2 separate regions of the Zea mays genome follow, and region 1 is linked to region 2. A link is a contact called in public Hi-C data. All regions are on one chromosome and are shown on one strand. The core of a region is the stretch at or near the end of the contact, and the rest is flanking DNA. Distances in the headings are between cores, read along the strand shown.

Region 1 (2,700 bases), core at 154-2,653, 180 kb after region 2:
ATCTCTCCAAATTATATAATTCAGCGCAAATAATCTAATAGTTAAACAAACACATAGACTATGAGTCCAGATTATATAATCTAAACTCCAGATTATGATAATCTCATAATCTCCTCAAGACTAACTTATTTGAGATTATTTTGGCAAAAGACCCCCTACACATAGTAATGTAAATAGAAATTACAATATATACCATCCTTCTTTTCTCACCTCAAATAAACAATAAGAGTATTGTTGTCTTTGTGAATAATCTACATTTGTATAATCTAAACTACTAAACAACTACATATAGATTATAATATATCTAGATTATAATCTGGATTATATAATTTAGATTATAATCCAGATTATATAATCTATAAGCTGAAACAAACAGGTCCTTAGTCTGAGTTATAACTTTGAGATTTTTTAATAAAAAAATCGTGAAACAACAATCAAATATTTTATTAGTGTGAAAGAAGTAAAGAACGAATCAAATAATCGATGAAACAATCAATCTTCCTTTTTACACGAACCGAGGCTATGGGCACACAGGTCTCAACCGCTGGTAGGAGCGCGAGAGCCGAGAGCTAATAACTAATCCAAGATCCTGCGCTTCTTGATCGGCAGTGGACTCTGCACCTCCTCCTCCTCGACCCACCTCTTCATCCCAGCGTTCTCCGCCACGGGTATCAGGTTGAGGTCAAAGTTCCTCAGTGTGACGCCCGACGACCCCGTACCGGACGCGGACAGGGAGACGGACGCCGACGCGCCGTCCCAGTAGTGGCAGCGCTTGTGCCCGCCGAGCGCCTGGCCCGTGGCGAATCCCCTCCGGCAGATCGTGCATCGGTGCGGGCCTCCTCCCGAGGACGTCGTCGTCTCGTCCTCGGAGTCGGCCGCGGAAACCACCGCCTGCTGCTCCGCCGTGGGCGGCTTGCGGTGGCTGGACTTGTGGCCGCCCAGCGCCTGGTACGACGGGAACGCCTTCCCGCACACCGCGCACCGGAACCGGAGCCGGAGCGCCTCGTCGTGCGCGGCGGGGGCCGGCTGCGGTGGGCACCACGACTGCTTATTAATGCCGCCGGTCTCTTGCCTCCCGAACCCAGCGGCGGCCTTGACGACGAGGCTGCTTCCTCGCGTGCCGGCGAGCGCGGCGAGGCAGATGGCGAGGTAGTCGTCCTTGCTGAGCTTATTGAGCCCTTGCGGGCCCTGGGTCACCGGCAGCGCCAGTGAGAGCGCGGTGGGGTCAAGAAGTGCTGGGAAACCGCCGTCCATGGCTAGCTGATCTGATGACGACAGGTGCTGAGAAAACTCGCTGGTCTCAGGCTAACTTCTAGTTCTACTGTAGGTCTCAGGCTGCTCCGCACGCGTCTCTACGCTACGGTAGCAGAGCTGGAAGAAGGATGGATTGGATCGGCGGCGTTGGAAGAGTAGAGAGTGGCTGGAGCGTATTTATAGGGAGTAGGACAGGCAGACAGAGAAAGCGATACGTTCGGCATGGGAGAGTCAAACATGCGGGCGGTGGCCGCTGCTGCGTTGGTTCGCGCGGGCTAGGCAAGCAGCCCGGCGTTATTTTAACACGGCAGGGTCCATTATTTTATCACGGGGACCTGAGCTGCTGAGCCGGCGGCCCATCTCTAACACATTGGGTAAAATAAGGGATAATGATGTTTAACACTGTTTATAGAGTTGAATATAAAATAAAGAATAAGATGGAAATAAAATAAAAAAATCTAATGTACGTAACCTATGGTGATGTTTCCATGTAGTAGAGTTAATAGTTACTTGACTAAAAAATTGTTAGTGAAATTAGCTAGCTAATTAACTAATTTACTAAAAGTAGCTAATAGTTAAACTATTAACTAAGGTATTTAGATGTCTCTAACTAATTTTAACCGCTAACTATTAGCTATAATACATTCAAATATCAAATCTTTATTGAGCACGTGCAATACCTCGCTACCGTACCGGACCAAGCAAGAGCAACTTCCGATTGTTATCTGGCAACATTATTTTTTCAAGTGATTTTCATTTTTTTTAAAAAAAATAGGAATCCTTTAAAAAAAAAGTTATCAAACTAGCGCAAATAAGTATATATTTCCTCTGTTCCTGTGTGCAAAGCTTAGAGGCAAAGGTGCACGGGCTACTGCGTGCACTGGATTTAGACTTCCACGGGTAAAAACTCATCAACCTGTGTGTGCGCACGGAACGCGTCATGCACGTGTTGATTGAGCTACGCGTGCCCTTAAACCAGCCTCCAACTACGCCAACTTAGACGGCATACAGAACCTACTTCCGTTGAACTAAAAACATCTTATAAAACTTCTTGTAAAGGATTAAAAAGCTGCGCATGTTGGTTTAGCATATAATGCATCTAAACAGGACCTTAGGCTATGCTAGAAAAGTGTGCCATAATCCGTTTTCAAAAAAAACATATAGTATAGGTGAAGGGCTTTTTAGGGCTCCTTTGACATGGCTCTTTAGACGGCTCTAGTTCAGTCTTATCGTGAAGCCCTATCAAACGGGCATAAAAAACGGCTTCGCATCGAGAGCCCTTGAGGAGCTAGAGCTATTTTTGTGTTGGGAGCCAGATCATAAAAAATGTGGCTTTTATCTGCTCCGTTTTCATTTCCCTAATACATTATTCGAAATAAAGAGAGATTGTTTTGCTAAACGAATTACGAAACAACTCCGACTTCTCCAGAAAAGCCAAAGAGAGAA
Region 2 (2,700 bases), core at 1-2,500:
CTTGGCTGGCTTGACTGGAAGTCTGGAACCGGAGCAGATCGTGTATCCTGTATTCCTGTTGCCTTCGCCATTTTTCACACCAGCAGCAGTTTCTTCCCCGACGACGGCCTACGATTGGGGTAAGCACGGCAGGGCTTGCTGTCCGCCCAAACCTCCGCCGGACTTGCGGGCCCGACGCCCAAGAAACGGTGCTGCTGAGGAGCTCCCAGCTGCAGCCTCTCGTAGCTCGCGAGCCTCCCAGCGACGGGGCCGCCACCGAACAGGCCGCCGCACCTCCGCGGCGCGCTGCCGAACTCCACGCACCTGAGGAACTCGGCGGCGCCGCTGGCCAGCCTCTCGAACCTCCGGACGGCGGCACAGGCGTGGGAGCACGCGTCGTCGTCGCCGCCGCCGCCGCGGGCGCGGGCGAGGAGCAGGAGCGCCGAGAGGAAGCAGAGGACCGCGTGCGCGACGCGGCGCGGGAGCGGCGCCCGGGCCAGCCTCTCGCGGGCGTCCTCCTCCTGCAGCTCCCGCAGCTTCCACCGGTGCAGCGCGGCGTCGCACTCGTCCGCGGCGCGCCTCAGCTTCCGGCGCCAGCGGAGCAGGGACGCGTCGGCGTCGGTGGCGTGGTGCTGCCAGCGGCTGGACAGCTCCAGCGCGGCCTCCATCTTGATGTGCGCCATCTCCAGCCGCTCGACGCCTTCCCGCGTGCTCAGGCGCTCCCTGCTGTGCTTGCTGATGAGGAAGGAGAAGGTCCGGTTGACCACCTCGCCGACAACGACGGACCCGACCATCTCTGCCATTGTTGCGATAGGTCTCTCGAGTACTACTCTCTCACTGGCGAACGCCTACAGATGCTGATAAGCACATCAGATCGGTCCACTATCTGCACAGGAGTGGATGATCGGATCGGAGCACAGGAGATGAGGTAATGGAAGAGAACAAAGGTCATGTGTCCTCCAGGTCCGTTTCTTGCTCAGGCCATGGTTGGATTGCAAAATACACATGCCAGTTGCCAGTCAATCGGGGGAGCTTGGACGACCCGCATTTCGTTGACCAGACCAAGTCGATGCCGCGTAATCTGACCACCGTTTTCATGTTCCAAGGGTCTGCTGGGCTTGTGTCCATGTCCAGTGTGAATGCCAGGGTGGGCTCATGTGATTTGGGCAGTAGCAGCCCAATGTGGCATGCGCAAGCCAGCGGGAAAAAAACATTTCTCTCCGTTTCTCATAATCAGAAAAATATATAAATTTGTGCTTTTCGGTGCCTTATAGCTAAGCTGTGTGTTAGCTTCGGGGCTTGGCTCACCAGTCACCGCACTCAGCAAAATATATCATTGACTCGGCAAAACCTCTGCAAAAGGTATGAGGGTTTCCCTGGTTGTTGGATGGCATGAAGATTTGATCCCACATTATGCCATGAGTAGGTGCCTTTGAAATTAGGCACAAATCAATATTAGAGCTCAGGGCAGGGCCCACATAATTCAAGGCCCTGTATCGATTTTTTTCCTTTTTTTCTTTGTTAAGAATAGATGGTATAGATTAATCTCATTTATTAACGGTGATTGAATTATTAATGTGGAAAATGGCTTAATAACGGTAACTGAGAGCACCTAGGGGGGTGAATAGGTGATCCTGTAAAACTTAAAACTTAAGCCACAAAACTTGGTTAAGTGTTAGCACAATAATCACCAAGTGGCTAGAGAGAAGATCTTGCACAATACGATAACCACAAAGAGTTCAACACAGAGATGACACAGTGGTTTATCCCGTGGTTCGGCCAAGACCAACGCTTGCCTACTCCACGTTGTGGCGTCCCAACGGACGAGAGTTGCACTCAACTCCTCTCAAGTGATCCAATGATCAACTTGAATACCACAGTGTTTTGCTTTTCTTTTCTTATCCCGTTCGCGAGGAATCTCCACAACTTGGAGCCTCTCGCCCTTACACTTTTGATGTTCACAAAGAATCACGGAGTAAGGGAGGGATGAGCAACTCACACAAAACACAAAGATCACAGCAAATACGCACACACAAGACCCAGACTTGAGCTCAAAAGACTAGTGTCGGCGTTTCGAGACAGGGGGGTCCCAAAGCCGACGAGTGAGTGTGCTGCGTGCCCCAGCCCAGATGGGTCGAGCGCGTGGGCGAGCGCGAAGGGGGGAGAGGCGAGGTGGCCGGAGTCGAGCGTGAGAGAGGTGGAAGTCCCGCGGCCTTTGTGTTCGTCCCGCGCCCAGGTCGGGTGCGCTTGCAGTAGGGGGGTTACAAGCGTCCACGCGGGTGAGGGAAGCGAGCGGCCCCAAGAGAGCGCCTGTCCCGTCCTCGGTCCCGCACGGCCAACCTTCTCTAAGAAGGCCCTGGTCCTCCCTTTTATAGTCGTAAGGAGAGGATCCAGGTGTACAATGGGGGGTGTAGCAGAGTGCTACGTGTCTAGCGGAGAGAGAGCTAGCGCCCTAGGTACATGCCAATGTGGCAGCCGGAGAGGTCTTGGCACCTTACTGGCGTGATGTCGTGGCTGTCGGAGGCGCGACGGAGCCTGGCGGAGGGACAGCTGTTGGAGTGGTCGAGTCCCTGCTGACGTCGCCCTGCTTTCGTAAGAGAGCTGGGGGCCGCCGTCGTCACAGAGCTTGTGGAGCGCCATCATTGCCCATCCGGCGGAGCTGGCCGGATGGGACGCCGGTCTTGTTCTCCGTGACCCGAGTTGATTCGGGGTAGGATGATG

Evidence for each region. Hi-C and Micro-C count contacts between places; a contact is called where the count stands out from the background.
Region 1: a contact with region 2 is called in a Hi-C map of ear, with 4 times the contacts expected there. The contact joins the promoter of LOC103639076 here to the promoter of LOC103639069 in region 2. A contact is called at or near these places in 5 of 25 Hi-C or Micro-C datasets (bundle sheath, ear, leaf and 1 more) and 1 of 3 datasets of contacts at active chromatin or transcription factors (leaf).

What each region holds. Positions count from the first base shown.
Region 1 is chr9:130,479,238-130,481,937 of Zm-B73-REFERENCE-NAM-5.0, forward strand. LOC103639076 (zinc finger protein 36) reads right to left here and starts at 1,404. Exons shown (of 1, transcript XM_008661869.2): 1 at 387-1,404. The coding sequence starts at 1,254. The coding sequence ends at 577.
Region 2 is chr9:130,296,535-130,299,234 of Zm-B73-REFERENCE-NAM-5.0, forward strand. It overlaps LOC103639069, which reads right to left and starts at 1,251. Exons shown (of 1, transcript XM_008661862.4): 1 at 1-1,251. The coding sequence starts at 782. The coding sequence ends at 75.